Regions from separate parts of the Mus musculus genome. Here regions 2, 3, 4, 5, 6 and 7 are each linked to region 1. Evidence: chromatin contacts called from public promoter capture Hi-C data. All regions are on one chromosome and are shown on one strand. The core of a region is the stretch at or near the end of the contact, and the rest is flanking DNA. Distances in the headings are between cores, read along the strand shown. Region 1 holds the start of Nsun4 (NOL1/NOP2/Sun domain family, member 4). Region 2 holds the start of Eri3 (exoribonuclease 3). Region 3 holds the start of Armh1 (armadillo-like helical domain containing 1). Region 4 holds the start of Foxd2 (forkhead box D2). Region 5 holds the start of Kif2c (kinesin family member 2C). Region 6 holds the start of Btbd19 (BTB (POZ) domain containing 19). Region 7 holds the start of Cmpk1 (cytidine monophosphate (UMP-CMP) kinase 1).

Region 1 (4,283 bases), core at 1,065-3,564:
GAACAAGGAGGCGCCACAGACTTGATATGGGATGGCGGACCCCTGGGAGCAGAATAAGTGCCACAAGGGAGAACCGCAGGCTGAGGGAGAGGTATAGACTGATTTAGGGGACTAGAGAGTGGGGATAAATGGGAGGTGGGAGGAACCACAGAATACATATGAGTATTGCAGGGGGAAACTGGAGGTGGTACGTGGGGACTACTCTTAGGATATCTACTGGGCAAAGCAGGATTACAAGGCGAGCTATGAGGACAGGAAGTAGGAGCAACAGTTTTGAGGACAGCGGTCTCTGGGGGAGGTTCTTTTGGGCAGGAATTTGAAGTAGTTGTGATGGCTGGCTCCATACATGGACTAAAGAGGCCAAAGGACTGGGAGGGAGGCTGAGGACAGGTGTTGGTCTTATGGGATTTAGAATGGCTAGGAGGAGTGTGGTGGGGTGTATTGTCTAGGGACCGACACTTGTAGGGATTGCGTCGTGATTCAGGGGATTTGGGGGACTTCATTTGAGGGGGAGCTGAGGTAGGAGGGCGGGGTTCATTATAACCTCTGGGTGACTGAGGTGGAGCTACACACTGGTTGTTCAGGGGAGATGGGAAATACGGGGAAGGATTAGGACACTGAGGAAGAGGTGGTCCTGTGGTGCAGGAAGGACCAGAAATTATAGTACCTGGGGTTAGTAAGAGGTAAGAGTTCCCCCCAGGCTCCCACAGAAAGGACCCTACACAGGGCTTCTGGAGAGCCTGAGGCAGGGATGAGCTAGGAGAACCAGCACTCTCAGGTGGTAGGTTGATAACACAGAAAGGACTCCTAGGGGCAGATATCTGGGAATCTGGGCATAAATGGGAATAATGAATACAGCCCTCTTGAGGTGAGATGGGAGAGCCAGACATGCCTGCCTGAGAAGAAAGTGGAGGGCCACAGCCATTTTTCCCAAGAGGTACATCAAGCTGTGGTTTAGGTTCACAAGAGTTTGGAGGCATAGGGTTGTCGTGGTAAGGGTTGCCAGAGGGTGGGGAAGATGCTGAAGAAAGGGGAGGATCATTGTAACTTCTTCTAGAGGGACAGTGGGGCCCTCGGTGAGAAATGGATGCAGGGGTTAGAGGTCTAGTTTCCACAGATCGGTGAGCAAGGGGAGGTGAAATTGCAAGGCCAGGTCTCAGGGGCCGATGGGTAAGAAGAGGTGAAATGATGGAGTAATTTCCCTGGGACCCTGGCATAAGGGGAGTCGAAATCACCGGGCCTGTCTCCAAGGTTATATGAGTAAGTTCAGGGGAAGTTACTGGGCTGGCTCTAGGGGCCTGATGAATGAGAGGTGGGGAAGTCACATAACAAAGACGCGGACTTGGAGGGCATGAACGCTGAGATTCTGGGGAATCAATATAGTTGCAACATAGGTTCCGCTGATGAGGAGAGGGTGACCCCTGAAGGCTGAATCGGTCAAAACAAGGAGAGGATGAACCAGCTGGCTCTTGTCTGTACAGCCTTCCTAGGAGTGGAGAAAAGGGTTCAAAGGGGCACCTCTCCGGTGGGGGTGGGGAGGAGAGGACTGGGGGCGGAGGGGGCGGGGTGGGGATCCGTCGAGGTAAGCACGGAGAAGAAATGGTGAGGCAAGAGAAAGGTTCTCTAGAGTAAGGGGGGTTGGTGAATCTGTTGCCTGCATTTGGAGAAAGGCCAGCATTACAGGAAAGGTGGTCGTTGAAGTCTTTCCCGGGCGCCACAGGCACCTCGAGAGTGAGAACAGGGGTGAATCCTTTCCTGCAGGACGACGGAGACTCAGGAGGGAAGGAGTAGTTGTTAGGGCAGTCTGCTTGAGGTGAAGTTGAAGGGGCTGAAATTTTAAGGAGGAAAGGAGGGGAAGAGTTCATGGGACTGGAGGGGAAGGGTAAGAGGGAGGAAAGAAAAGGAAAAAGAAGGGTGGGAAGGGCAAGATAAAAGTAAGCAAGAAAAAGTAACATGAGGCGATGTAACGTCACCGAATGAAAGCTCAGGCCGTGACTTAACAGAGAGGGGCGGAGTCAGGGGGCTGCTTACGCAACAGGAAGAGGCTTGTGGTTAATAAAAGGACAGGCAGGCGTGAGACAAGAGCTCCAAGAAGGTTACGGTCCCTGGAGTTCATGTCCCGAATGCAACTGTGAGTGACGGGAAACGCAAGGGCTGGATAAGTCTCCCTCTAATGTCAGACCTTACCCATTTCTTCTTATATCGATATCTCCGCGGGACCGGCGTGAAGTCCACGAGCTTCAGCAGCTTCCGAACACATCTTAAGACGGGCGCAGCCATGTCAACTAACAACGCCAATAATTCCGACTGAAACTGCAGCTGCGCTCTCGCGGGTTCCGGGAAGGATTGAGGGCTGCTTAGAATATCAGCGGCAGACAGGGCGGGGCTAGGCTTGCGGCGCCCCCAGGGCTCCGCCTACCTCCACACCCCACCCACCAGAATCCTCGGGGCGCACACGAAGCGGTGGCTGTGCTAGAGCATCTAAAGGAGCTCCTAGGAAGTTGCAGGGAAGGCCTTCTGGGCTCAACCTGCATGGAGAAAGCTGCCGAGGTAGAACGAAATTAGAGCAGACTATAGACAGAAGCGGAATTGCTAGGAAGCCATAGAAGCCAGTTTCAAGATCTTCCTTTTAGACGGTTCTTTTCAAGACTCGGTACCTAATTTTGTGTTCTTTCTGAGACTATCAAATTGACTACGCCGCTTAGGATCCAAGAAGAAAGGGGGTGATCACTATTTTTAGAAATGATCGTTTGGCTGAGCAGAGTGGCATATGTCTTTATTCCAGCACTTGGAAGGCAGAAGCAGACGGATCTCTGTGAGTTCCAGGCCAAGCTTGGTTTTCATAGCTACAGGTCAGACAGCTTTTCTGTAACCTTACATTTATTCTTATAATGTATTGCCACCCACCATATAGTATAATCAGCTAAGTCGTAATTTTTTAAAAATGTTAAGTATGTCAAACTGATCTCTGGAAGTTGTGGGGCAGCCAACGTCTTTGAATTAGTGAGCTCCAGATTCCATGAGACCATCTGAAGACGTGTGGTGTTGACCTGCAGCTGCCATTCATAGACCATATGCACATATGCATGAACATATACAAACATATAACACACTCTTTTCTTTTCCTTTTGATTTTTGAGACAAGATCTCACTACATAGTCGTGGCTGGCCTATAACTCTCTATGTACACCAGGCTAGCCTGGAAATTATACCTGCTTGCTTCCGTCTCCCAAGGGCTGGGATTAAAAGGGTGTGCCCAAACTGTAACTCATACAAATATAGAATGAGCACCTGCCAAAAATTGTACTCATCATCCAAGTCACATACGTATCTGTCATTATCTTTTTTTTTTTTTTTTTTTTTTTTTTTTGGTTTTTCGAGACAGGATTTCTCTGTATAGCCTTGGCTGTCCTGGAACTCACTTTATAGACCAGGCTAGCCTCGAACTCAGAAATCTGCCTGCCTCTGCCTCCCAAGCGCTGGGATTAAAGGCATGCGCCACCACCGACTGGCTATCTGTCATTATCTTAAACAATAAAAGTAAAATAAGACTTAAACAAGTGAGAATTTGAGTTTCAAAATTTTAGTGAGCCAAATGAGGCCACGATGGCACATGTCCTTTTGTTTCTTTTTTTTTTTAAGAATTTTTTTTTTAAGATTTATTTATTATTATATGTAAGTACACTGTAGCTGTCTTCAGACACTCCAGAAGAGGGAGTCAGATCTCATTACAGATAGTTGTGAGCCACCATGTGGTTGCTGGGATTTGAACTCAGGACCTTTGGAAGAGCAGTCAGTGCTCTTAACCGCTCAGCCATCTCACCAGCCCCTTTTGTTTTGTTTCTTGATTTATTTATTCACTTTACATCCCAATCACTACCCCTTTACCAACTCCCCTCCCACAATGCCTCCCCCATTCCCTCTTCTCCTCCTAGAGGGTGGAGGTCCCCCCCCAGCTATCTCCCCACCATGGCACATCAGGTCTGCTTGGCAAAACGTATCCTCTCCCATTGAGGCCAGACAAGGCAGCCCAGCTGGAAGAACATATCCCACAGACAGGCAATAGCTTTTGGGATAGTCTCTGCTCCAGTTATTTGGGACCCACATGAAGACAGAGCTGCACATCTTCTACATATGTGCGGGGAGGCCTAGGTCCAGCTCGTGTATGTTCTTTGGTTGGTGGTTCAGTCTCTGAAAGTCCCAAGGGTCCAGGTTAGTTGACTCTGTTGATCTTCCTGTGGAGTTCCTATTTCCTTTGCAGACAAAGGTTCATATCTTTAATC
Region 2 (4,283 bases), core at 1,156-3,655, 1.5 Mb after region 1:
ATGGTGTGAGATCTGGCACTCCATTAACTACTGGAATGATGGGGACTACCTTTTTCCTTTTCCCTGTTTCTCTCTCTCAACCTTCTCTGCTGTCTTCTCCCCCCTCTTCTTCTTCCTCCTCTTCCTCTTCCTCCTCCTCTTCTCCTTCTTTTTGGTTTTTCGAGATAGGGTTTCTCTGTGTGTGCTGGCTGTCCTGGAACTTTCCCTATAGACCAGGCTGGCCTGGAATTTAGAGATCATCCTACTTCTGCCTCCCAGGTGCTGGGATGAAAGACATTCACCACCACACCCAGCTTTTTCTCTCTATTTTTAATGTGATCATTCGATATATCCTTTCTGGAATAGGATCTGCTGAGAGAAACTATTTTCTTTGCTACCCTGGCCAACTGGGTAACACCCTGCCTTGTATATTCACCCCCTCCTTTCCAGCCTCACGTTCTTCTTCCCTGGGCTTAGGCTTCCCAGTTAAGTCTAAGTCTATAACCGTAGTCATTGGATCTGCTCTATTTTCTAGGGTCAGCTGCCGCTGCCTTCTCCTCCTCCTCCTCTTCCTCCTTTCCCTCCTTGTCCTCTTCCTTCTTCTTCTAAGTGTATGTGGGTGTTTTGCTTGCATGGATGTCTGTGCGCCACTTGTATGCAGTGCCTGAGGAAGCCTGAAGAGTGCATTAAATCCCCTAAAACCAGAGTTATAGATGGTTGTGAGCTGCCATGTGGGTGCTGGGAATCAAACTCAGGTCTTCTAGGATAGTCCTAGAATACAGATTCTTTTTTTTTTTTAAGACTTATTTATTATATGTAAGTACACTGTATCTGTCTTCAGACACCCCAGAGGAGGGCATCAGATCTCATTATGGACAGTTGTGAGCCACCATGTGGTTGCTGGGATTTGAACTCAGGACCTTTGGAAGAGCAGTCAGTGCTCTTAACCGCTGAGCCATCTCTCTAGCCCATTGTTTTACTTTTTATATTATCTTTTCATTGCCCATCCCTTCCATTTCCTTTCCTATAGAAAAGCTCCTTGAGGATATGGATTTTATATGTCTTACCATGAAACCATCAGCAACAGACAGTGCCCAATTCTGAAGTATAAACACGCATTGACGAATGGGCCAATCCAGGTTAATGTTTATGTAACGATAAGAAGAAGAAGCTCCAGTTTTAGTTCCAAGATTTGGGGACAGGCAATCGTGGCTCTCCTTTTCTCAGTTGGGGTGAGTGATATCTGTCTCTGTTGCAGTTTACTCCTTCATTTGTCAGAAACACATTATTGCATAGCTGCTCTATGACTGACACCATACTGGGTATAAGCCATGCAGCATGAACAATATGGAAATGAATAGCTATCTTAAACGAGTTTCAATTCCTGGGAGAGAGATGGCAGGGAGACAATTGTAAAGTGCTGTGCTCAGTTCTGTAGGTTCACAGTAGAACCATCTAACCCATTATGTGCATGAGATTAAAGAAGGCATTCTCTGATATGGGGATTACAGGCATTTCCAGCTCAGGCAGGAACCATTATATTAAGATCTCAGAGGTGGCAGGGTCCAGAACTGATATTAGCTGTCTTAAAGGAAAATAGCAGGTGGCAGACAGAGGAGCTTGGTAACTGAAGATGGCTCCTAAGATGGATCTGACTGAGAGGCTGTCAAAATCACCAGTGGCTTAAGACTGATGCTTCCCATTTCATAACGTGGATTCCCAGAGAAGCACAGCTAAGATGGAGACACTCACCCATCGCTTTAGGTGAAGTTCTCCCCAGCTGCCTGGAGAGACTGACTGTGAAAGACCCACTACAGCTATGGCCAGAAACCTTGTTAACCCTGACAGTTCCTCTGAGGGCCTCAACAAGCCAGAAGCTTCCTCCTCAGAAAGGCCCTTCAGAAATCTCAGCATTTTCTTTTTAGCTGAATTCGCCTCCCTTCTTTCCAGATTTCCCTCAGGCCCGCATCAGAAAGTAGATAACGATTACTTGTTGACAATGAATCACAGAAAAGTGTCGCCTAAAGAGAATGTCTCCTAAGCCCATACTCACCGAATGCCTACAGTCAAGGTGGGGAAAATAAGTAGAGCATCTGGGTCATTTTAGGCCTGACGAAGATTTCGGGTTATTTTATTATTATCATTTATTTATTTTTTAAGAAAACCCCTTTCACTGTTTAGAAGTGACCCTCCCTTTCTCTTTTGAATACGTGGCTCCTCTAAACTACAAGTCCCACAAGGCCCAGAGCCAACGGTCACCATCTTGACACACCTTAACGCGCATGTCGGCGGGAGAGAGAGCGTTTGGAGAGAAGAAGCCCCGCCTTACTCCAGCTCATTGGCCAAAGGCGCTAGCAGCGGGCTCAGCGGTTGGCTACCACGCCCGCCCGTCCACCGCGTCGGTCGGGGTCAGAGTGCGCGGAGGTGAGTCGGTGTGTTGTGGACTCGTGGTGCTGGCTGCCGCTGTTGAGGCTGCCTGGAACGGGCTGTGGGAAGCGGGCGGAGCTGGCCCTGCTTCTGCCTGGCCAGCGCCGCAGGCGGCGCGGGCCGTGCCCGCTGCCGTCAACTGCCCGGAGCGTCTGCTGAGGCCGAGGGAGACGCCGGGGCCTGCACCTGGAGAGAGCCTGCCGTGCTGGCCCGGAGGAGGGGGCGTTGCCATGGCGACAGCCTCTCCGGCAGCTGACGGGGGGCGGGGGCGGCCCTGGGAAGGAGGGCTGGTCTCCTGGCCCCCTGCCCCTCCCCTTACGCTTCCCTGGACCTGGATGGGCCCGAGCTGGGGGCAACACCCTGGGGTGGGTGAGATTGAGAGGGCCCCCAGCTTGGGCCCTGGTTAATGCATGCGGGGTGTGGGTCGTGGCGCGCACACTTAAGGAGCCTGGGATTCTGGCCTGGTGCTCACCCTGGATGTTAGAACTCTGGGCGAAGGGATAGCTGGGGAGGGCGGTGGGGGAGCTCGGCTTTGCGAGAGAGACTGGGTGAGTTGATGAAAGGGCCTGGTTTGAGATTTCTGGAGAAGGAGAGAGGTTTGACCAGATAAAGTAGAAGATTAAGGAATTATTTATAGACTACCCCCTCCGCATCTTGGCACAGGCACACATGCTAGCACTTTACTTCCTTGTAAGTCACAAGCTGTGGGTAATAATGGTGGACAGAGGTGGACAGAGTGGAGAAAGAGCCTTAACCCAGGTAGCTTTTTGTATGTCTTTATTGCAAGTGGTCCAGCAACAGGTGTCTTCTTAAAACAAAGAAAGCATGACTTGGGTTGAGTTCTTGTGAAATGTCAGCTGCTCGACGTTGGCCTGGAAGATGCTGGGTATGGGGCCCCTCATCTGGAGATACAGAGCTTGCCCCTCAGGCTGGATTTCGCAATGACTGGGGCCAATAATTGTCTCTGACCATTTTTGTGGCTTGCATTTGCTAGTGCATTTCATTGGTTTCCCAGCCCAAGGGCAGCAAAACATGAATCCCATTGGCCAAAGACTAAGCTATTTAACTGTAGTAGATTGTGATTGGCCGAATGATTTTTGACTGTAGAGTTTGTACCAGAAAACTGGCTTCATCAAATTCAGCTTTATTCTGACTTTATCATACACAGTATACCTTGTTTTAGTGGGCTCGGTCTTGGACCTTAAGTATATTATACTTGAATCGCCCACCATTTAAAAGCCAATTTATAACAGTGACTTGGAGTGTGACTCCACTAATGTATGCCTGTGATCTTGGTTAGAAACCCACTTGGCTGCCTGTCGGCAGGTGCTGCCTGGGGGAAGGGAGCTGCCGGGAAGTGATTGATAAGGTTTCCTTTATGGATTCTGTGGTGCTTCACTGGAGCTCAGAGCACTTTGGCAACTTAAGCACTCCAAATTAAAAGCTCATTAACAATTCCTGCCCAAAGATCCTGTAAATAATCAGCCAGTTAGGTCCTGGAGCTTGGCTAAGAGCTCTCCCTTCAACTTGAAATATCTAAATCAAAGGGGTTGTTATTGCATTTTATTTTGAAAAGTTTACTCCCTGGTGGCATAAACTGGAGAGTGCCCTGTTCCCAGGGGATCAGGATAGAATAAAGTCTTAAGTGTGTGGAGTGGTAGACAGGATTATGGTTCCAATTGTAGATGTTTGCGCAGAGACTTCACTAGCTTACAAGATCATGTCTGTGATTTCTGATCCTTTAGCATATCTGAATGAGGTGATGACGAGGGTAGATATGCCTTGATGGCCCTGGTGTGTAGCCCTGGCTGGCTTCTGCACATGCTGCCTGTGATTGGCTCTCATGTTGTCTTGATTTGGCTTTGATTAGCTTGATT
Region 3 (4,283 bases), core at 578-3,077, 1.2 Mb after region 1:
TACTCACATACATGAAATAAATAAATCTGTAAAAAGCATCACTGTTGTTACTGTGTGGATGATGTATTTGTGAGAGAGGGTATATGTATGGCACAGGACAAGCGCCGAGGGTCAAAGGTTAATGGTGTGGAGTTGGCTTTGTCCTCCCTCCTTTCTGTGACTTCACAGAGGGAGTGCAGGTCACCAGGCTTGCTCAGCAAGCACCTTTAGTCACTGAGCCATCTCACCATCACTTGTCATTTTTTTTTTTTTTTTTGAGGGATTTTCCACTGAATCTGGATCTTGCTGATTTGGCCAAAGTGACTGGCCAGCAAGTCTCTGGGATATGCCTGATTCTGCCTCCTCGGTTCTGGGAAAGCTGTGTGCCCCCCCACACCCCCCCCGCAGCTTTTTAAAAAAAGATTTATTTATTTATCATATCTAAGCGCACTGTAGCTGTCTTCAGACACCTCAGAAGAGGGCATCAGATCTCATTACAGATGGTTGTGAGCCACCATGTGGTTGCTGGGATTTGAATTCAGGACCTTCAAAAGAGCAGTCAGTGCTCTTAACCACTGAGTAATCTCTCCAGCCCCCCCCCCCCGCCCCCGAAGCCTTTATGTGTGTCCTGGGGGTCTAAGTTGGTTCCTCACACTAGCTCAGCCATCTCCCCAGTTACTCCTCAGCAGTGTAAAGTGAGAGTCCCCACGGTTGGGGGCCATATGCTTTCACATACCCAATTCCCCTGTGATTTTATCTTTTATCTCTTTGCTGGATCTCTCTCATCTGAACAAAAGCCTGTACCTCCTAGCGGTTGCCAGCGAATGACAAAATAACTTGCCTTGCAAGTGTTCCATCCCCCCTCTTTCTTTTAAGACAAGTCTCATGTAGCATAGGCTAGCCTGGAACTTGTTATGTAGCTGAGGATGGCTTGAAGCATTTAGACTCCTGGCTGGGATTCCAGGGACATACCACTATGCTGTCACCTCCCACTCACTCTCAAGCCACTGACTCTTTTGTTCACTGGAATGGCACTTGCAAAGGTTGCTAACAACTTCTTTGTAAATCCAGTGCCATCTTTGAGGTTTTATTTACCGTATTAATCATCAGCCCTCAATACTTTCCTCCTGGTTTCTGTCTCCTACACACCATACCCACTCATTCCCATCACCCAAATAGCTTCTTTTTCTGTTTATGTATGTATGCATGTATGTGTTTATTTATTTATTTTGGACAGGGTGTCTCTGTGTAGCCCTGGCTGTCCTGGAGATAGATCAGGATGGTCTCAAACTCACAGAGTTCAACTCCTCACAGCTGGAATTAAATGCATGCGCCATTATGCCCAGCTCAGAAAATATTTACTAAATGTAAGAAAGCTGTACTCCTGTACTCGTCTAAACTACTTGGACTCACACATGAAAGGCCATGTCTTATTACCCGAAGACCCCTTTCCAGTCAGGCAACCAGTCTCAACCCACAGGTTTAGAAGGACCCGTTGGCACGCGCCGCCTAACACTGTTTTGTTCGTTTTTTCTGCCTCCAGCCTGGGAACTGCTGCTGGCGATGGAGGTAGATGTAGTTAGAGGTGCAAGTTCAAGTTTTCTACCAAGTACCAGAAGACAAAGTTCTGAGATGCCCTCTGCAGACCCGTAATACTTCATTCAACTCTCCCACCGACTCTTACCTTCACAGGAGGGTGCGGTCGCTCCGAGAGCGCTGCCCCACTGACCAATACTTGATCCAAGATCAAGAGAGTCAGCCAATTGCTGGGGCCCAAAGACAGTAGGGGCGGGGCGCGGTTGCTAGGGCCGGGCTAGTGGGTGCCGCCCGAGGCGCGAAGCGACTCCCTGGTTGCTAGGCAGGGAGGTCACAGAGTGCGGCTCGGGGATTGGACAGCGCTGGGCGTGGGCGGGGAGGGGCGTGGCCCGGCGGCGTCCCGGCCCCGCCGAGGTGAAACTGCGGGAGTTCCGGCGGGAGGCCTGTGCTGAAGACCCGCACCTTCACCATGGCCTCGGCCGAGCTGGATTACAGCATCGAGATCCCGGATCAGCCCTGCTGGAGCCAGAGTATGGAGGGGGATTGGGAAGGTGACCTAACAGCGATGCCCCGCCCACCCTGCGGCCCGCCCTCCCTCGGCCCGCCCCCTTCGGGGGTCCCGCAGGGCTGGCTAGAGCTTGCGGGGCGCTCCCAGCCCCGCCCCCCGTGCCCCGCCCCCAGTCGACTGAGGGTCTTTCTGTTCCACAACAGGTTCTCAAGGTTCTGCTTCCCTTTGTAGCTGGAGGCCCTTCAAGGTTCATTCTAATTCTTTTGTTTTGGATTCTCGCTCCTCATTTGCAAGTGTGACTAGGCCCATCCTTCATTTTTGCAGAGGTTTGGATTCCTGGGGGAGCCTCTGGTCCTCAGAAAAGCCAAGGGACTCAGCAAGCCTAGTCCTGCCCTTCTCAGCTCACCCTGGCAGTGGTTAACAGAATGGTCGGTTAGGCCGGGTGGAATTCTGTTGAAATCCTATCCCTTTAGTAATTGGATGACCTTCGGCAAACTTTCAACTTTGAATTTTAGTTTTCCTGGAGCAAAGCTGAGGAAAAATTGCTGGTTGCACAACTGAGATTATTTGTGTAAAGGACTTGGCATGAATCCTGATGGAAGTAAGCTTAGTAGTTGGCATTTAAACTTAACGTGTGTGTGTGTGTGTGTGTGTGTGTGTGTTTAACCCTCCTAAGGCCATATCATTAAAAAAAGATGTGTGGGAGGCCTCCTAAGATTAGTAGCTTGTAAAGTAGTGTAAGTTGTTGGACCAGAGAATGGAAGGTTGTCCCTTTTGGAAACTGGGGCAGAGGAGGCTTGGAGTACAGGTCGGCCAATGCTGCTCTTTGGTGTTTCCAGTCCACTGCCCCGCACTTGTCCAGCTCATCATAAAGTTTAGCTAGGGGGTGCTTCCTTCAAAAGCCTCCCCAGAGCCAGGTGGTGGTGGCGCACACCTTTAATCCCAGCACTTGGGAGACAGAAGCAGGCGGTTTTCTGAGTTCGAGGCCAGCATGGTCTACAGAGTGAGTTCCAGTACAGCCAGGACTACACAGAGAAACCCTGTCTCAAAAAACCAAAAAACCAAAACCAAAAACAAAAAAAGTCTCCCCAGGCCTCCCTTCCTATGCCCTCCTGTCCCACTGTGTGTTTCTTGCTTGGAATCTATCTAGGATGGGGCAGGGGCCTCTCATCTCCTAAAGCACGAAGGAAGGACTGCCACTATCTGTTTCTCCCTAGAGGTGGATCGTTGGGCTTATAGATGTGAAAGGACTTTTGAAGAATTTTTGACAATAGCATTAGATGAAGTCAGTTACTATTTCTGTCTTGGCAGAACCATCAGCTGCAAAGGGCTGGTTCTCCATTCTGCAAGGCCAGGAGGGTAGGGACTCTCTCTCTCCCCACGTGGGTAGAGACAGTCTTATTTATTTAGGCAGGACTGGGGGATTGAACGCAGGGCCTCATGCGTGCTAAGGCAAGTGCTTTACCACTGTGTCATACTCAGCCCGCATTAACTTTGATTGCATATTTATTTATTTGTGTGTGTGCATGCACACCGTAGTGTATGTGCACAGGTCAGAGGACAGTTGGTAGCAGTTGGTTCTCTTTTCCTTCTGGGTGGGCTGGAGCGCTAGCTCAGGTCCTGTGCTTTGTCAGTAAGTGCTTCTCCCTGCTGAGCCGACTCACCAGCTCAGCCTTCCTTTTATGACAGTTGTCTTGACTGGCCTTGAACTTACTCTGTAGCCCAAACGAGCTTGAAATTGCCAATATCCTCTAATCTTTCCCAGTAGCTAACGTTCCAGGCCTGTTGTAGAAATTGTTAGAAAGCACTTCCTATTGAGCCACATTAGCCTCACATCCCTTCTGCTCAGTTCAGCTTTTGCTGTGTCCCTGCCTTGGGCTAGTTATTGGCACCTCAAGCGTTTCATGTTCAGATGCCATGCAGAGAGCTGTGGTTTTCTGGAGGGAGGGAATGTAGAAGCAGATGGTTTTGCAATGATGTGGATACTATCTAGAAAGTGAGCCTTCTTCCTCTCGAAGGGACAGCGTTCCTGCTTCCTCAAACCTTTCCTCCAAGAGGAAGTTCCTCCAGGGCTCACGGTTGTTTCCACTGCTTCCCTCTCATGGTGCATGCTCCAGACTTAAGCCAGAGGTGATGGAATGTTTCCTTAACCCTAACCCTAACCCTGACCCCAGGTGCACTGTGGGCTCTGAAACCTCTGGCTTCTCCTCTGCAGAGAGCTCCTCTACAGGTTTGCCTGGCTACACAGAATGACTTTCCT
Region 4 (4,283 bases), core at 1,060-3,559, 1.1 Mb before region 1:
GGCCTGGGGCAGAGGAGAAGGCCAAGAGGACCGCTAGCCCTGGATGGCTGGGCCTATGGACCACGGGAAAAGCCAAAGAGGGCTTTTTTTAAAATAAAAAATAAAATAAAAAACAGCCAAACACCAGAGAGAAAACATTTTCCTCGGGGAAATGGGCTCTGCGGTTTCTTCAAGGATTGTGGAGACCCCGTTTCACTTCTCTTAGCTTCCCGACTGTGAAGAGCCTGCCTTAGGCTTGGAGGGAACCAGCTTCCTTGAAGAACAGCAAAAGGAACCAAAAAAATTTTTTTTGAAAATTTCTCTTAAGCACAAAGCAGATAACAGATGTCTTTAAATTATAATATTGGATGAGCGGGTCTCAAAGTTGAGGAAGGAATGGGGCAGTGGGTTTTTTCAAGCCATGGGTGATTCTGGCGCGATCCAACAACCGACAGGCGTATCTCTGCCAAAGCATTCTCTGACTGTGAAAGGCGCAAAGGCAAGACACAGAGAAGGTTCCTGCTCTCCTTTTTGATGCTCAAACAGAAAAGCGGTCTCCGCTTTAAACCTATTGCGTAGATCAGGGAGGCCAGGGAGCCCGCTTCGTCCCAACTGCCGGTGACATTCTGAGCTTGCAGCTTGAAGTGCCCGATAACGCGCGACGGCCTAGGTCTGGAGACTCTTCATAAATAGACTCCCTGAATTCCGCTGGGACCGGCCGAGCTCCCCAGAGAGGTTAAGGAGTGAGGGCCTAACTGGCCCGAGCCCGGTGCGGTCAAAAGTGGCAGCCACTGAGGCCCGCGACTTTGCTGGCAAACGAGGGCCCTGAAGACAGGAGTGAGTCCCCTGGGTGCGAGAGGCGGATGTGGCCAGCCACCGGAGTCAGGGCCGGGGCAGTCAGCATGGCCAAGACTTGGGCTTGACCCCCAGGACCTGCGGCTGCGGCGAATGGCGATCCCGGAGAACCGTCGCCGCTGCCCGGGGGTGCGGCCCCGCCACCACCGTGGCCCATGATGTGGTCTATAGAAAAGGAAGGCCTCTGGCCTGTCCCCGCGCCCCCGCCACCCGCACCACCGCCGGCGTCCGTCTTGAGGCCCTGACGCAGGAGTGCAGTGGACAGGCTAGCCGCTGTGCCAGCTGCGGGGGGACTCAAGGACGCGGGGTAGAAAGCCTTGGCGCAACCCAGCTCTGCGCCTAGGAAGGCAGGCAGCCCTGCGGGGCTCGGGCCAGATCCCGGGGCAGGCGCAGGGGCCGGCGCCGAGGCCGCGCTTGCGAAGACCGAGGCCGTCGGAGGTCCGGGAGGAGGCGCCGCGGCGCGGCCCGGGGGAACTGACAGCTGGCAAGGCGCGGTGGCGGCGAAGGCGAAGGCGTGCGGGTGCGGATGCGGGTGTGGGGCCGGGCCCGGTGGAGGTGCACCGTAGGCCGGGAGCGCCAGCCCGTAGCCGTAGCCGTAAGCGCCGTAAGCGGCGAAGCTCGAGAGGAAGGCGCCAGGGTCCCCGGCCGCGGCAGCCCCGCCACGCAACAGCAGCTCCGGGTGAGGATGCGGGTGTGGATGCGGTGGCGGCAGAGGCTGCCGCTTGAAGCGCTTGCGGCGCCGCAGGAAACTGCCGTTGTCGAACATGTCGGCCGACTCCGGGTCGAGCGTCCAGTAGTTGCCCTTGCCCGGGTTGCCCGGCTCGCGGGGGATCTTAACGAAGCAGTCGTTGAGGGAGAGGTTGTGGCGGATGCTATTCTGCCAGGCAGGGAACTTCTCCCGGTAGTAGGGGAAGCGGCCGCTGATGAACTCGCAGATCTCGCTCAGCGTCAGGCGCTTCTTGGGGCTCTGCAGGATGGCCATGGTGATGAGGGCGATGTACGAATAAGGTGGTTTCACCAGAGGGCTCCGTGTCGCCGCGCCCCCCGACGGCGGCCCGGGTCCCGGCCCCGGCCCCGTTGCGCCTCGGGCTGCCTGCACGCCGGGCCCCGGGCTTCCCGCTGCGGCCGCCGCCCCCCGGGGCGCTAGAGCGCGGGGCTCGCAGTCAGAGCAACCTCCCGACTCTTCCTCGTCCTCAGCCACGTCCGCCTCGGCTTCCTCCGGGGGAGGCTCGTGGCCGTGAGGGAGCACGTCCCGAGGGGCGCGGGGCCCGGAGCGGGCTGTGAGCTCCCCCCCACCGCTGCCGCCGCCCACCACGTCTATGTCTGCGTCGGGCTCAGACAGCGCGGCCGGGGAGCTCTCGGAGGACATGATCTCGCAGCAGCAGCTGCCCAGGGTCATGGTGCCGCCGCCGCCGCCGCCGCCTCCTCCGCCGCCTCCTCCGCCGCCGCTCTCCGGCTCCGCTCGGCCCGCGGCTCCGGCTCCGCCGTGCTGCCTCTCCGACCAGTGTGTTTTGCGCGCGGGCGGGGAGGGGGCGGAGGACAGGGAGGGGATGTCCCCTAGCTCCTCAGCGCCCCCTGGTGTTGAAACTCTAGGACTTTCACCCTGCAGGGCGCACCCAACCGGTGCTGCCCCGGGACTAGAAAACCAGGCACTGGAGAAGAGCAGTAAAGCAGCCCGTTACTCGGTCGAATCTGGGCTTCTGGGCCCCTAGACACATAAGTGGGGCTTCAGGAGATTAGTCCCTCCCGCCTGGTGGCAGCCTAAGGCGGAAGAACTGTGGGCCCGGGGCGGAGCTCTCTGGGCAGGGTGGGGCGGGGAAGGAAGGGGGCGGGCAGAGGTCCTCTGCTCCCGGGCCCGGCGGGAACAAACTGCCGCGGTGGCGGGAGCTAGGCTCGCTTGGCTGGAGGCGGGTCATCCTTCTCCTCGCAGCTCCCGCAACCCCGTGGCTCCCTGGAGCCACCACCACCTTCAGTGCGCTCAGTTACTGGAAGTCAAAGCTTATGCCGGCGCAGCTGCATCTGGTGGTGGCAGTGGCTACAAACCTCCTCTCCTCATCTCCCCAAGGCGGCGCCCGGGCCACCCGGGCCGAAGCGCGGATGGATCGCCAGTGAGCCGAGATGGCCAGACCGACGCCGCGGACAAGGACCTACTGGAGGCTAAGGGAGTTCTGGAGGACAAGTGAAGAGAGTGATCCAGAGGAACAAACTCGGGCGCCGGAAGATCCTACTCAGATAGGTGAGAAATGTCTGCGGTGGTCCTCTCTTTCCCCTCCAAGGCCCTGGCCCTGCCACTGTCCCCAGGAAGACCGTCTGCTCTCACTCCTCTTAGTGATTCGTCTCCGCATTCGCCGCATTCTCCGCACACCCACAGGTCCTTAGCTTGGGTTTGCAGGATTGATTTTTTTTTTTTTTTTTTTTTTTTTGTCTCAGCATCTCAATCTTTATAATTGTCTCTCTTGACCCCCGTGCATATCCTGCGGAAACTGAGTTTTCCTGGATGTTTGTTCCTAAGTCTAACAATCCCGCTCTTAATTTCCGGATTTAGAGACTCTTACAACAGAACTCTCACGGAGATGTCCCCCCGAAGAAACTTAACCTCATCCCTGGGCCAGTGTTGCCCTTTTATCTGGGGACTTTCTCCACAGAAGGTTGGTCCAGTATGCTTTTTCTGCTAGCCAGATTCTTTTGCCCATCTTTATCCCTCTTCCCTACTCTTCCTCTAGGACCCAGAAACAAGTTGCTCAGGTTTATACTGAGCCCATTTCAACCTCTTGGGGCTGGAAGGGATTGGGAGAAGGTAAGAACTGGACAGAGGCTGGCTGTTGCCTCAACAGCGCCTCACAGTGGCCAAGGCTCCAGCATAGGGGGCCTCAATACCTGCTGTGCACTCCCAGCGCTCTGTGACCCTCCTTAGGTAACTTCCTTTCAGGGCCCTACTTTCCTGGTGTGCACCGCAGGATTAAGAGCAGGACCGGGGGACTTAAACTGCTGGGATCCCAATTTTGGTTTCACCAGTTTCCAGCTGTCTCACCTGGCTAATTTTAATCTTTTTGCCTGACTCTTCCTCTAAAATAAAATTTAAAACACCTACCTCAAGCCTGACACGATGGTTAGCCCTTGCTTAAGTAACTTCAGCATTCAGAATGCTGAGGCGGGAGGTTTGCTTCAAGTTCTAGGCCAGCCTGAGCTTCAGATGAGACCCTGACTCAGAATCAAGTAAGTAAATAAAGTAAGATGAATTTACCGTGTGACCAATATGTAAAGGTAGCCATCGAAGGCCACTGATTGCGTAGACTCTGGGTGCCCTATTCTCTGGGAGGGAAGGTGGTCAGGGAAAATGTGGTCTCCCACCTTGTAGTACCATCTACAGTAACATCTCTAAACCATGTGCTGAAATGTGTGTGTGTGTGTGTGTGTGCGCGCATGTGCGCGCATGGAGGGTATGTGGA
Region 5 (4,283 bases), core at 988-3,487, 1.1 Mb after region 1:
ACCAGAAATGGCTAATTGCTTCAATTTAGAACATCTGACTAAAAGGAATCCCAATGTCTCCAGGGAGCACCATTTCTTAAGACTGGAGAGGATAGCACAGCATTAGGCTGGGCTGTCACCGGTTCACACAGATGCTCTGCACAGGATCATGGGAGATGCCACACAAGCATCCTCAGAGGACCTACCTCTTTGCCTTTTGTGGTACCTCCTTCGATCCATTCCACCGAAACACAGGATTTCTCCACGTTCACTGTGCTTATATTGGCGGGGTGAATTAAGCCTATGTATGAGAAGGTCAGAAGTTATCCATGTGTCTCCTAAGAACTTAAGTTTTTTTTAAGGTGTTCTTTTTTTTTTTTTGACTGCGCCACCACTGCCTGGCCAAACTTAAGTTTTTATTCTCCACTTTGCTTTTAGGATCCTAAAGACTTCAAATTTACATTTACCTCGGAAGGGAAATTTGTTTTGTTTTGTTTTTGTTTTTTTTTGTTTGTTTGTTTGTTTGTTTTTTCGAGACAGGGTTTCTCTGTGTAGCCCTGGCTGTCCTGGAGCTCACTTTGTAGACCAGGCTGGCCTCGAACTCAGAAATCCGCCTGCCTCTGCCTCCCGAGTGCTGAGATTAAAGGCGTGCGCCACCACGCCCGGCTTTGTTTTGTTTTTCAAGACAGGGTTTCTCTGTATAGCCCTGGCTGTCCTGAAACTTACTTTGTAGACCAGGCTGGCCTCGAACTCAGAAATCCGCCTGCCTCTGCCTCCCGAGTGCTGGGATTAAAGGCATGAGCCACCATGCCCGGCTCCGGAAGGGAAAATTTAATTCTCTTTTAAAAAATACAAACAGCCAGGCAGTGGTGGCCCTTGCCTTTAATCCCAATACATCAGGGATAGAGGCCTGAGGAGTTCTGTGAGTGAGGACAGCCTGGTCTACAACGTGAGTTCCAGGACAGACAGGGCTACACAGAGAAACCCTGTTGTCAAAGTGTAATTCCACTTCCAGAGGATTTCACAAAACACCAATGAACATAAAATAAAATAATAAATTTAAAAAGCAACAAACAAACAAAACACCAAAGAACTAGGCCTGTGATGGTGCATGCCTTTAATCCTAGCACTTGCAAAGTACAGTAGGTGGATCTCTGTGAGTTCGAGGTCAGCCTGATCTACAAAGCAAGTCCAGGTCCAAGGCCCTGTTACAGAGAAACTGTCTCAAAAAATAAAACAAAACACAAATGCTAGTTAGTAATTCTAGTGGGGTTCACCCTTAGACCATTCCACAGTGGAAGTGAACAGGGAATGGGCCTTAAACCCCAGCTCCATAGGATAAAATTGCATCACCGCTCCAACAGAATGAAGATTCATTTGAGCAAGTAAGTTACTACATTCCTTGGAGGAGCTATTCCTGAACACATCAGTAAAGAGCTGGACCGCTGGAGTTCCCTGGTCCATTTTTGGCAGTGGTTGGCTAGTCCATGAATGACCCGTTATTAGACCTGTAGAAATTGCTTAATAAAGACAGATGGTTGAGCCGGGCAGTGGTGGTGCAACGCCTTTAATCCCAGCCCTTGGGAGGCAGAGGCAGGGGATTTGTGAGTTCGAGGCCTGGTCTACAGGAGTTCCAGGACTACACAGAGAAACCCTTCCTTGAAAAACCAAAACAAACGCCAAAAAAAAAAAAAAAAAAAAAAAAAAGCCGGGCGTGGTAGTGCATGACCTTTAATCCCAGCACTCAGGAGGCCGAGGAAGCCGCGGGTCCAACAAAGCAAAACAGGTTCAGAGGAAATGCATCCAATCGCTATAACCTAGCTAGGCGCACCAATAACCGCAGACGTGCTCCGCCCACACTCAGAAAGCAGGCAAGGGACCCACAACCAAAGTAGCGTTTTCCTCCTGTGTAGGGGACACCGACTGCCAGTGTAGTGACATGGACCCCCTCAGTGTGGAATAAGGGAAAGTATCCCAAAGCTTTGCCACACGGAGATTCAGATAACCATCTTGGCAGTCTCACCGCTCTTGGGTCGTCCCCTTGGCCTCAAGACCCTGCCCTCACCATTGCTGCGTTGAATGTTGATGGAGAGACCAGGAAACAGGCGTGCGTGAAGCGACTCCATGGACTCAGGAACAACAACAGGCAACACAAATGAAAGAAGCTTGGAAACCACGACTCTGCTAATACTGCGCTGTGTTAACAACGCCTAAACCGCTGCAGTTTAAATCCCGCGCGCCAGCCTCCCTACAACGTCACCAGTGCGACGCACCGCAGAGCAATGTGGGATATGTAGTCTTGGTCTCCGACTTCCGGCGCGTGGCCGGGCTCCCGAGCTCTGAGACTGATGGGAAGGGTTTTTGGTTGGTTGGTTGGTTGTTTGGTTTTTTCGTTTGTTTGTTTTGTTTTGTTTTTCTAGCTCTTGCTGTCCTGGAACTCACTCTGTAAACCAGGCTGGCCTCGAACTCAGAAATCCGCTTGCCTCTGCCTCCCGAGTGCTGGGATTAAAGGCGTGCGCCACCACGCCCAGCTGATGGGAAGGTTTTATGGCTTCTGGCCTTACCCTCCCGCTACCAGGTCGAACTTCTGCCTTTATGTAAGACTAGGAAACTTATGTATAATGTTTCAGTGAGGGCCTTGTGATTCTACAGACAGGGGTTCAAATCCTGGTTTCTTGATGATTGCTTTCTCTTTGAAATGTATACAATATTTCGAAGACACCAATTAAAAATAGTCACATGCTAGTGCTAGACATAGTGCTAGATTGGGATAGTGGAATAAACAAGACGAATGGTTCCTGTCCGTGAAACTTTTTTTTTTTTTTTTTTCCTATTAGGAACACGGGGGAAGTCATACGGTGGTGACTCGAGCCTTTAATCCTACCACTAGAGAGAGGCAAATTTGACTTCGAAGTCAGTCTGGTCTACAGCCTGAGTTCCAGAATAGCCAAGATTACACAGGGAAACCCTTTCTAGAAAAACAAAACAAAACAGAACACAAGAGAAGCGGGGTATGGTAGATCATGCCTATAATCCTAGCTCCCTGTAGATGAAGAAAAGAGAATAATTTCAAAGCCAACCTTAGCTAAGCAGCATGTTTGAGGCCAGAGTGGGCTGTGTGAAACTGTCTCAAACAAACAAACAAACAAACAAAAAAAGATGCTGGCAATGAAAAGCAGCCTACAATGCCTAAATGCTGGAATTAGCATGAATCACCATACCTGATTTTTGTCATTATTTATAATGTCTTTTTGTTTCGTAGTACTAGGTATTAACTCCAGGACTTTGTGCATGTGCCACTACTGTCCGGCTTCTAGGGGAACGTTCTTACACTGAACCACATCATTACTGCCCCAGTATGCAGACCTATGCAGACCAAGAACCCCCACCGCCCCGCGGAGGATATGTATAGTGTAAATGGTGTCTAGCCCTTGGTCTATCCAACCTTGACAAGCCTGAAGACCTGAGTTTGATCTTCTGGACCTACATGGTAGGAGAATGAACTCCCCAAAGCCTCCACAAATGTGCCATGGCATGCACCACATACACACACACACATACTAAATAAACAAGTTAAATGTAGTTACATTAAAAACAAGAATAGTGCCAGGCTTGGTGGCACATGCCTTTAATCCCAGCACTCGGGAGGCAGAGGCAGGCAGATTTCTGAGTTCGAGGCCAGCCTGGTCTACAAAGTGAGTTCCAGGACAGCCAGGGCTATACAGAGAAACCCTGTCTCGAAAAACAAAACAAAACAAAAAACCCAAACCAAAACAAATACTCTTTGTTAGGGCTGGCGAGATAGGTCAGTGGTTAAGAGCGCTGACTACTCTTCCGAAGGTCCCGAGTTCAAATCTAATGAAATCTGATGCCCTCTTCTGGAGTGTCTGAAGACAACTACAGTGTACTTACATATAATAAATAAATAAATCTTAAAAAAAACAACAACCAAGAATAGCAACAGTGGAAGGAAGGACAGGGTATTGAGATGGCTCAGAGGGTAAAAGCCCTTGCTGCTGTGCTTGAGCCTGGAACACACAGGATGGAAAGAGAGAGCTAACCCCTGAAGGCTGTCATCCCTTTAACCTCATGCCGATGACGATGATGGTAAAGTTAAAATATAAAAGAAAACAACTTCTTGTCCATGAACATCTTAGACTGGCCTCTAACTCACAGTGTAGCAGAGTGACCTGTTTTCTTTGTTTTGTTTTTTGAGGCAGGGTCTTACTATGTAGCTCTGGCTGTGCTGAGTCTGTTATAGAACCTGATCTTCCAGAGCTCCTGAGTTCAATTCCCAGCAACCA
Region 6 (4,283 bases), core at 988-3,487, 1.1 Mb after region 1:
CTGGAACTCCTTAGGTAGTTCAGGCTGGCCTTAACCTTGCCATCCTCCCTAAGCCAGAAGCACAAAGCCTCCATATATGTTAAGCATTTTCATGTCTCTCCTTCCATTCAATCATGGGCCAAAGCCAATTCACCGTTGCACTGAAGAACCAGCCATAAATACTTCCTGTGCTCACTCAGCACACACTGAGCATGTACAGATCCTGTGTACACAGAGAGCTATCATACTCTGTGTGAGAAGGTCAGACTATGAAGGAGACGATGAACTGAAAGGCAAGGGAGACAAGATGGCTTGCCTGAGACACTCACCTCTCGAAGTTCCTCCAGCCCATATTCCACAGCTGTTGTCAGCACCTCCAGCACCTGCGGGGGGGGGGGGGGGGCGAGGAGGGAGAGGGGAGTGGCTGAGGGAGCAGAAGGGAGTTTCCCCCACCCCTCAACCCACAGCATAATGGGCATCCTTCTGACTCGGGCATCCTCATCTTCTCTCCCACCCAGACCTCTGCTTGGTAGGCTCACAGAGTGTTGGTGCAGCTTGACACTGTTGGTGTATAGGAACTCCAGCACAGCTAAGAAGGCTTCGGCAGGCACAGTGCTTAGCACCACAGGACTAGGTACCCCAGGGCCCAAAAGTCTCTGGAAGAAGTTACATCTACAGGCCAACAAGCACCGGTGGGCAAATACCTCTTGCCGTTCTTGACCAACCACAAAGCAAATATCACTGTGGAAGAGAGGGAGGGCCAGGGGAGGGGATCTCAGACCTAGATCACACTGTTGGCTTTACCTCTGTCACACTAGGGCTTCTTTTTGTGTGAGGTCAAAGCCTACATCTGGAAGACACAAGCCTGTGCTCTAGTCTCAGTTCCACTCGGTGACTTTATATCTTTGACTCTAAGACTTTTCAGCCATGATGGCAGGTCTCAAGGGAGTGGACTATGCTTGGTTCACAGGGGGCGGGGGGATGGGGGGGTAGGGGGATAGCAGAGCTCATGCAAGCCAGGTTGATGTCTCCCCAGTCTGAATCTTGGGGGAGAGGACACTCCTCTTGGGACGCCTTCACCAAATGCCAACTCAGCATTTTTACCCTTCTTCCTGTGGGAGGGTGTGAGGATGTGGGGTACAGAGCACACTGACTGCAGACAGACATGACAGTGATCACCATCATGAGGTGAGACCACATTTTCCATCTTCATAATCACTTCCGGCCCCAGCCTCTGTGTTAAGTAGGGGTAGGAGGCAGCAGCGAGCGCTTCAGCTTCCAAAGCCTCCTGCCTAAGGCTCCACTCTTCAGGCCAGACTGTGGCACCCTGTCCTCAAAAAACCGAGAATTATGGCAGTCTTAACCCTGGGGAGCAGGGCAGCCTCTGAGAGTCTGGGGATGGGAAACAGAGTTCTTGTCTCCCATGACCAGCCCTGCCCCCAGTGAACTCTATTCCTGGTTTCAGACAGCACTAGTCTCTTGGGCAAGCAGTGGGTGGTCGGAAACCTTGAACTACTTCCTGTCTGGGTCTCCGGCTCGATCCTTTGGGCTTCGTTCCTCTTATGAATCGCTAGAGCCATCCATACCTCTGTCTCTTCAAGATAAGACGTTCCAGTGCTCAGTCGAAAGCCCAATGGGGGTGAATCAAATCATAACCCATCTTTCAGGGCCGAGGGGGTGGAGGAGAAGCCAGAGAACTCAGGCATTGCCTGAGTTCACACAGCTGCCCTCCCTTCTATCTGCCACTACCCCCGCCTCTGACTCTCAGGGTAGTGTGGCCACAGACAAGTAAATTTCCTCTATAGCTGACTTCCTCACAGACTGAGTTCCCCAGGGAGGCCAAGTGTTCTTTCCCGGGCTTCCTTGCCCTTAGCCTCCTCAAATTCACAGGCCAGCTAGGGAAAACCCCCCAGGGGGCCACTGCCTCACCTGTACTGGGGGTTGTTGATGAGGCTTCGAAGTGCTGTGGAAAAGGGTGCAGCCTGCCCACGTACCACCAGTCCTGGGTTCTCCATAAGTGCAGTGGGCAGTAGGTTAAAGGGTGGAACAGTCTAGAAGGCCTAGCCAGGCCAAGAAAGACCTGAGAGGGAGGGCAGGAGCTGGAGGCCTGTTTGCCGAGGAGCTAAAATATAGGAGCAGAAAGGCCCAGGTCCTTAAAGAAGGCCTGAGGTTCAGGAAAGGGATGCAGATGCAGACAGGACCCAGAGAAGAAGCTGGGGCTAGAAAGGCCTATGATCCCGGGAGAGGCTGGTGGTGGATGAGGCCCAGGTTGGGAATCTGCCCAGGCAGCAGCTGGGTGGGAAGCCTGTGGGTTTCCATAGAAACTGGAGCTGAGCCTGAGGAGGCCCCGCCCATCTCCCTATACGCCCAGGGGGGGAAAAAAATCAGCAGTAGAAGGGCCCTAAGATGAGTCTGAGGGCCCTAGTGCTGGCTGGCTCCCCGCCTACACTGAGTTCAGAATCCAAGGCCTCTGCTTTTCTAATCCCTTCCCACGGCTGCATTTTAGAAACACCCGAGACATCACCCCATCAGGGAAAATTCTCAAACCTAAGTGTGGTTTTCAAGGCTCAGACTTAGCTTGCCTGGGAGGGGGCAGCCCCACACCTCCCAGAGCAGGGGAGGTGAGGTGTCAGTTCTAACAGGAGTAGCGCAGCCTCTGGCAGCCCCGAAAAGCAATCCCCCTAAGGAAAGAGGTGCTGCCTACAGGTCCCAGACACGTGAGTAGGTCAGCAAAGGTTAAGAAACCGGACTTAGAATCACTGAGTCATGGCCATGCCAGGCCTGGGTCCTTCCCGCTGAACCAATAGGCCTCCCTTCAGCACATAGCTCTGAACTAAGGAAGTCATCCAAGCCCCACCCTGCCCTGAAGCGGAAATGTTTGTCCTTGTTGAGGCTGCTGGGGAGAATGCTGAACCATGACGTGCTCTTTCCTGTGAGCCCAGATACTAAATTCCTAAGAAGCTGCCCCCGCAATCTCAAGGTTTTAGCATATCCCAGCCCCCCCCCCCCCCCGTGACTTATTCACAGATGGCCAGGCCAGATCCAGTGGCCCCCTGGTGGGTTTTCCTCTCGTGGACCTGTGAATTAGAGGAGGCTAGCTAAGGGTGAAGAGGCAGGGAGAGATTCATATGAAATAGTGGCTCTGAAACTAGGACCTTTCTGAACAGTGCACCTCTCTCGGCACCGGCTCCCTTAGCCTGTGATGCCCTAGAACTCCAAGCCCCCGTGGACCCTCTCTCCCTGGTAACTCAGAGCGCCCCTCCTTTCTGCAGGTGCCCATAGCAGGAACACTTAGGTTATTCCAGAGTTTGGCCAGGGGAAGGATTTCTGGGAGGGAGAGGTGTGCTTGCCACAGCCCCATGGTAACTGCACAACACAAGCCTTCCTCGCCCACAGGCCTGTCAGGCCAGCTCAGTGAAGACTGTGGGGCCAGCAGAGCTTGGAGGCCAAAGGCTGCAGGTGAGTCAGATGCCTGCGGGAGTTTCAGGGGAAGAGGGCATCCGTCTCATAGGTGATTCCGAAGGAGTTAGAGACCCAAGCAGGACGATGGAAGTTGCTTCTCCCCATGTCTCCCACCTCCAGATGCAGCCGGTGGAGAGGGAGAAAAGTCCCACCGTACACAGAGCAGGGAAGATGATTAAGTTCTCTACCTCTGAGGCTACAGAGAGCTGTGGGAGTGATGGAGTCGGGTCTGTCCCTTCTGGCTATTGAAGAAACCCAGAAACCAGCTTCATGTCCCCATTCTGCTGATGAAGTCAAGTGGGAGGAGAAAGGGGAAGTGGATCTAGCCTCCTGTGACCAAGGGAAAGGAACACTGGGTAGAGGTTCCATGACCATAGACTAAGCAGCCCCTTTCCTTGCTTGTGTCTCTCACAGCTCTTAACCGGCTCTAAGCACCTAGTAGGCACACAGCCCCAATCTGACCTACTTGTTCCAAACGTACAGGTAAGAAAGGGCTATGGAGTGGCTATAGACAAGGTATATATGCCTATAGTCTCCTAGGGAGACAGTGAATGTAGTCATGCCTATAATCCCACCATTCCGGAGTTGGAGGCAGGGAGATGGAGTTCAAGGCCAGCCTCAGGTACATAAAAGAGTTGACAACAGCCTTTGATCGCAGCACTCAGGAAGCAGAAAACAGATGGATCTTGATGAGTTTGAGGCTAGCCTGGTCTACAAAGCCAGTTCCAGGACAGCCAGGGCTACAAAGGGAAATACTGTTTTAAGAAAGAAAAAAAGAAAAAAGAAAGAAAAGCTGGGCAGTGGTGGTGCTCGCCTTTAATCCCAGCACTTGGGAGGCAGAG
Region 7 (4,283 bases), core at 578-3,077, 1.1 Mb before region 1:
TGTTCCTTGCAGTACATTAAATCAACCTGGTGTCTTTCTAAAAATAAATTAAATGACCAATATAATAAAACCAGGAAGCTTAAACATTTGCATCTATGTGCAGGTGTGAGACCTCATTTAGCAGTCACAGATACAAAACAAGACATTTCATTTCTATTTTCTCCCTTCTTACAAAGTAACTTAGGCTAAAAGTAACTTCTCTGGGGCTAGGAAAAACAATAGCAATCTCTGGGGCTAGGAAAAACAATAGCAGGGTCAGGTCTTGAACTGCTTACCTGTTTTGACTCACTCCCTCCTTTACCATGCTATCTATATTTTAATCATTTTACTTATAAACTGAAACCATCCACTTGTCATTTGGCTTTCTAATAGATAAAACAAACAGAAGTAAAAATAAGGAGAAAAATTCTATGTGCTTTGTGATTAAACTGATTTTCCAAAGTTATCTGTAATTCTAGACATAACTGTAAAACACACAACTTTTAGACCACATTACTTTATTTATCTGTGGTTGTTCTTTAGAGAATAGACTATAGGGCAGGAGCTGAATATATGAACGTGGAAAAAAATACAAAGCAAATATAGGCCACGGCTTATAGGAAAAGAAGAAATTATCAAGTTCTGGGTCAAAACCTTTTATCAAGCACTCAATTTAAAGGTGAATGTTGGGTGTTTTTCCCCAACCCTGCCATTTCTTTCTGATTGTCTTGTTTTCCTTTAAAACACTGCCCAAGACAGTCCATTAAGCCTTCCTCACCGCATCATTACAGCTCATAGGGGCTAGAAAAAACAAGACAGTCCATCACTACAGCTAACACGGGCTAGAACCCATACCTGCTTGAGTTTAAAGTCTTTGCCTCTCTCCGTGTACATGCCACCCCTGACCTCAAATACTAAAAGAATGGAACTGGTAAACTTATGTCAAAACTTTAATTGTATTTAGTTATTTGTGTGGGCAAACCCTTGAGCTCTAGAGTGAACATCATAGGACAACTCGCGGGAGTGGGGTTGTGGTTCTCTGTGGGTCTCAGGGATGGAACGTGGTGGTAGGCGCCCTTACCCGTTCAGCCATCTCTGCAGTCCTAAAGCAAACATTATTTAAAAAATGATAAGAGGATTTTATAGTTGGGTGGTGTTTTACTTTCTCGGAGAGCAGAGTTTTTTATTTGCTTAGACAACTGAGGTTCACTGAGAGTGAGTGACTCACTCGCCCAAGGAAAAGGGCGTGAGTTGTCAGCTGGGCCAAAGGTTAGCGCCTGGGCTCTCACAAATCCGGCACTTTAACTACCACAAGATCCGGGTCGGGTTCCTCGAGGCCGGTTAGCCGGAGACTGACAGCCAGAGATGTAGCGAGAAGACCCGGATCCCAGGAGTGGAAGCAAGGGCGCGCGGAAACAAAGCACTCGTAGACTCGACGCCCCTCGGCCCGGGCGCGCGGTGGCCGTCGGGACTCGTAGTCCGCTCCCCACAGCGAGGGGCGCGGCCGCCAACGCGGCTGCTCCCTCCGGCCCCGGCCCGCTCCGCTCAGCCCGGGAGCTCTCCGTCGCCCTCCCGCACGGCCTCACCTCGACAATGCGCGCGCACTGGGTCCCCTTGCCCGCACCGGGCCCGCCCAAAACGAACACGACCAACGGCTTCATGAGGTGGAGAGGGAAGAGCCGCAGTGTGCGGGTCAGCGGCGGGCAGCTCGGGACCAGGACGTGCGGGAGCAGCCGACGACAGCTGCTCAGCATACAACGCGCTTCTGACAGCGGCCGGCGCGGCGGCGCGGGCGGGGCGGCAGGGAGGGGGCGGGCAGAGCGGGCGCCGGGGCCCCGCCGCCAGCTGCCGGCCGCCGTGACAGGAAGGGGCGGGGCCTCCGTGCGCTGCGCCAGCTTCCGCTCGCGGTTCCGGTTCTTCCTAACGTGGCTGGAGACCCAAGGCATTTCAGTTTCAGAACCTGGATTGACGTTTAGGCAGACCAGTGGTTCAATCTCCCGGGTTTCCCTTTCCCAAGAGAAGCGGCCTAACCGAAGAGGCAAGCACAGGAGTCAGTAGGAACAACGGCATTGTTGGGAAGGAAACCAAAGGAAAATGAGAACAGTTTGAGGTTTGCAAAGAAGGCCTCTAAAGAGGTGACCTTGGAACCAAGACTTGAGGACTGAAAAGAGCAGAGACTTGGATGCAGTGACCCGCCAAGAGAGAAGGGCATGTTAGAAGGTTAGGGCTGGATAAGTGGAATGGAAAGTCATTAATGGAGAGTTGAGTCGGTTATGGAAAAGCACTTAGGTTATATTCTAACCGCAGGGAAAGACTTTAAGCTTAGCTCTGTTACCCTGACTCGGGCCATTAGGGAAAACTCTGAAGAGAGAAGAAAAAGAGTGAAAACTGAGCCTGGATGAACACAAACCTTTGAAAATTGGAGTCGGCAGTGGTAGCATTTTCATGGAGTTTTTTATAGTAACAGAACAAAGCTATGAATCATGGCAATTTTTTTTTCAGATAACTTGGTAGAGATGGTTTCTAGCAAAGCTGGTACTGTTATTGGCCCCAGATGCCAAATGATGACGAGAGGGATGAGACAAGCTGATCCAAAGGTAGTGAGTTATCTCAATGGATGGTTCACAATCAGTTACAGATTAAACTTCCTTCCTCCTCACTGCTGCACTTGACTAGAGATAGAGTAAGACAAAGCCCACCTACCTCAGAACTCCCCCAGTGTGCTTTAAATTGGGCCTGCAAGCTCACTTCTCGGTCTTTCTTGGTAATGGGAGACCCCAGCATGCTGAACTTCTGCAAAATAAAACACTCTTTGTATTTACATACTTTTTGAATCCAGGGTGTCATTCTTTGAAAAGTCATGGACCCTTACAATCACATTCTTAGCCTTTGGGTTTGGAAGCTAGGATTCTGTTTGTATGTTACAAATGGACTTACCTAATAGTCACAAGAATGTTAGGTCACATAGAGGTGAACAATAAATGGTTGATTGGGGGCTAAGATAGATAATTTGGCTTTGGACCTACAATATTCCAGCTCCCCAAATAAGAAACCTGAAGTCAAAGGCTGAAGCAGGAAGATGATAGGTTTGAAGCCTGACTGTATTCCCAGCACTTGGGAGGCAAAGGCAGATGGAACTCTGTGAACTCAAGACCACCCTCATCTGGTTTACACTTTTAAGGTCCAGACCAGCCAGAGCTACATAGACTCCCATCTCCAAAACAATAATGAAACCCAAACAGCTCGATACAAAATTATATTTGCAGCAGCTGGTAGGTGGAGGTATGAAAAGAAGTATTTCACAGCCAGCTTCAACTACATAGCAAGTTCCAAGTCAGCTTGGGCTACATGAGACCCTGCTTAAAACAAAAAACAAACAAACAAAAAAATTTCAAAGCCAAAATAGGCCCAAGAATATTTAGCAATAAGAAGCAAGGAGCTTCCAGGTTTGTGTTTTTGTGCATGGAAAAACAGAGCACTTGAGACTTGAAAGAAACAAAACTAGTCCTGACTCTCTGTATTACCAACAGAAAGTAAGTGCCTTGTCTGGGGCATTGCCCCACTTTTGTACAGATATTAAAGCAGAGAGGATGGAGCGTGTACCAAGAGTACACAGGCCTTTCTTTAAGTCTTACTGCTAATTAGTCACTCTGGCCTTAGAAAACTACTAAAAATCCTTGCACTTTAAACTGGGACAAAAGTAAAATGAAAACTTGTCTAAGACCATCAAGAAGGAGTGGATAGTTGGGGGTGATGGTACACACCTTTAAAACCAGCACTCTGGAGGTAGAGGCAGTCGGATCTCTGATCTACAGAGCAGGTTCCAGGGTATCCAGAACTACACACAGAAACCCTATCTTGAAAGGAAAACAAATAAACAGAAAAAGCCCAAATGGACTCAATTCTTAAGATTGCAGGTTTTAGTTTGCTGACCACCTATGACCTAGAACACCTGATGGTAAATTTCAGTCCAAGCTCAGAAGGTTCCAACCCCCCTGCTAGGACACTAGCATATGAGAATAAGGAGAACCAGTCATACTAGGAAGAGGTGGCAGGAATATGAGACAGGCCATTCTAGAGCTAGGCATGGTGAGCATGCCTATAATCCCAGTACTAAGGTAGAGACAGCTTATGTGTGAATCCTAAAGGCTTACAAAATGGCCTTGTGGATAAATGTACTTAGCTGTGCAGGCCTGACGATCTGAATTCATTCCCTGTGGAACCCTTATAGCCCTGGCTGGCCTAGAACTTGCTATGTAGATTAGGCTGATCTCTGCCTGGCTCTGGCTCTGGACAGAGATTGC

What was found. Promoter capture Hi-C pulls out the DNA fragments that hold promoters and counts their contacts.
Region 2: a contact with region 1 is called in a promoter capture Hi-C map of pre-B cells, with 2.0 times the contacts expected there. The contact joins the promoter of Eri3 here to the promoter of Nsun4 in region 1. A contact is called at or near these places in 1 of 39 promoter capture datasets (pre-B cells) and 2 of 9 other capture datasets (adipose tissue and liver).
Region 3: a promoter capture Hi-C map of pre-B cells shows a contact between it and region 1. The contact joins the promoter of Armh1 here to the promoter of Nsun4 in region 1. A contact is called at or near these places in 3 of 39 promoter capture datasets (liver and pre-B cells).
Region 4: a promoter capture Hi-C map of embryonic stem cells shows a contact between it and region 1, with 2.1 times the contacts expected there. The contact joins the promoter of Foxd2 here to the promoter of Nsun4 in region 1. A contact is called at or near these places in 6 of 39 promoter capture datasets (cranial neural crest, embryonic stem cells, neutrophils and 2 more).
Region 5: a contact with region 1 is called in a promoter capture Hi-C map of pre-B cells, with 3 times the contacts expected there. The contact joins the promoter of Kif2c here to the promoter of Nsun4 in region 1. A contact is called at or near these places in 2 of 39 promoter capture datasets (liver and pre-B cells) and 1 of 484 Hi-C or Micro-C datasets (B cells).
Region 6: a promoter capture Hi-C map of pre-B cells shows a contact between it and region 1, with 4 times the contacts expected there. The contact joins the promoter of Btbd19 here to the promoter of Nsun4 in region 1. A contact is called at or near these places in 2 of 39 promoter capture datasets (liver and pre-B cells) and 2 of 115 datasets of contacts at active chromatin or transcription factors (pancreatic cancer cells and thymic regulatory T cells).
Region 7: a promoter capture Hi-C map of neutrophils shows a contact between it and region 1, with 2.2 times the contacts expected there. The contact joins the promoter of Cmpk1 here to the promoter of Nsun4 in region 1. A contact is called at or near these places in 14 of 39 promoter capture datasets (the 3T3-L1 cell line, 3T3-L1-derived adipocytes, the C10 cell line and 8 more), 1 of 484 Hi-C or Micro-C datasets (B cells), 2 of 115 datasets of contacts at active chromatin or transcription factors (embryonic stem cells and extraembryonic endoderm stem cells) and 1 of 9 other capture datasets (liver).

Annotation. Positions count from the first base shown.
Region 1 is chr4:116,051,497-116,055,779 of GRCm38.p6, forward strand. It overlaps Nsun4 (NOL1/NOP2/Sun domain family, member 4), which reads right to left and starts at 2,315. Exons shown (of 6, transcript NM_028142.5): 1 at 2,188-2,315. The coding sequence starts at 2,280.
Region 2 is chr4:117,547,960-117,552,242 of GRCm38.p6, forward strand. It overlaps Eri3 (exoribonuclease 3), which reads left to right and starts at 2,406. Exons shown (of 9, transcript NM_080469.4): 1 at 2,406-2,771. The coding sequence starts at 2,637.
Region 3 is chr4:117,250,090-117,254,372 of GRCm38.p6, forward strand. It overlaps Armh1 (armadillo-like helical domain containing 1), which reads right to left and starts at 1,828. Exons shown (of 13, transcript NM_001145637.1): 1 at 1,664-1,828. Tmem53 (transmembrane protein 53) reads left to right here and starts at 1,862. Exons shown (of 3, transcript NM_026837.3): 1 at 1,862-2,045. The coding sequence starts at 1,985.
Region 4 is chr4:114,906,589-114,910,871 of GRCm38.p6, forward strand. Foxd2 (forkhead box D2) reads right to left here and starts at 2,310. Exons shown (of 1, transcript NM_008593.3): 1 at 1-2,310. The coding sequence starts at 2,233. The coding sequence ends at 755. It overlaps Foxd2os (forkhead box D2, opposite strand), which reads left to right and starts at 2,669. Exons shown (of 4, transcript NR_030721.2): 1 at 2,669-3,070.
Region 5 is chr4:117,180,387-117,184,669 of GRCm38.p6, forward strand. It overlaps Kif2c (kinesin family member 2C), which reads right to left and starts at 2,238. Exons shown (of 20, transcript NM_134471.4): 1 at 2,045-2,238; 2 at 186-280. The coding sequence starts at 2,105.
Region 6 is chr4:117,123,421-117,127,703 of GRCm38.p6, forward strand. Btbd19 (BTB (POZ) domain containing 19) reads right to left here and starts at 2,238. Exons shown (of 8, transcript NM_001384196.1): 1 at 1,909-2,238; 2 at 519-720; 3 at 309-362. The coding sequence starts at 1,994. Tctex1d4 (Tctex1 domain containing 4) reads left to right here and starts at 3,393. Exons shown (of 4, transcript NM_175030.2): 1 at 3,393-3,438; 2 at 3,562-3,668; 3 at 3,856-3,924.
Region 7 is chr4:114,985,401-114,989,683 of GRCm38.p6, forward strand. Cmpk1 (cytidine monophosphate (UMP-CMP) kinase 1) reads right to left here and starts at 1,828. Exons shown (of 6, transcript NM_025647.3): 1 at 1,566-1,828. The coding sequence starts at 1,733.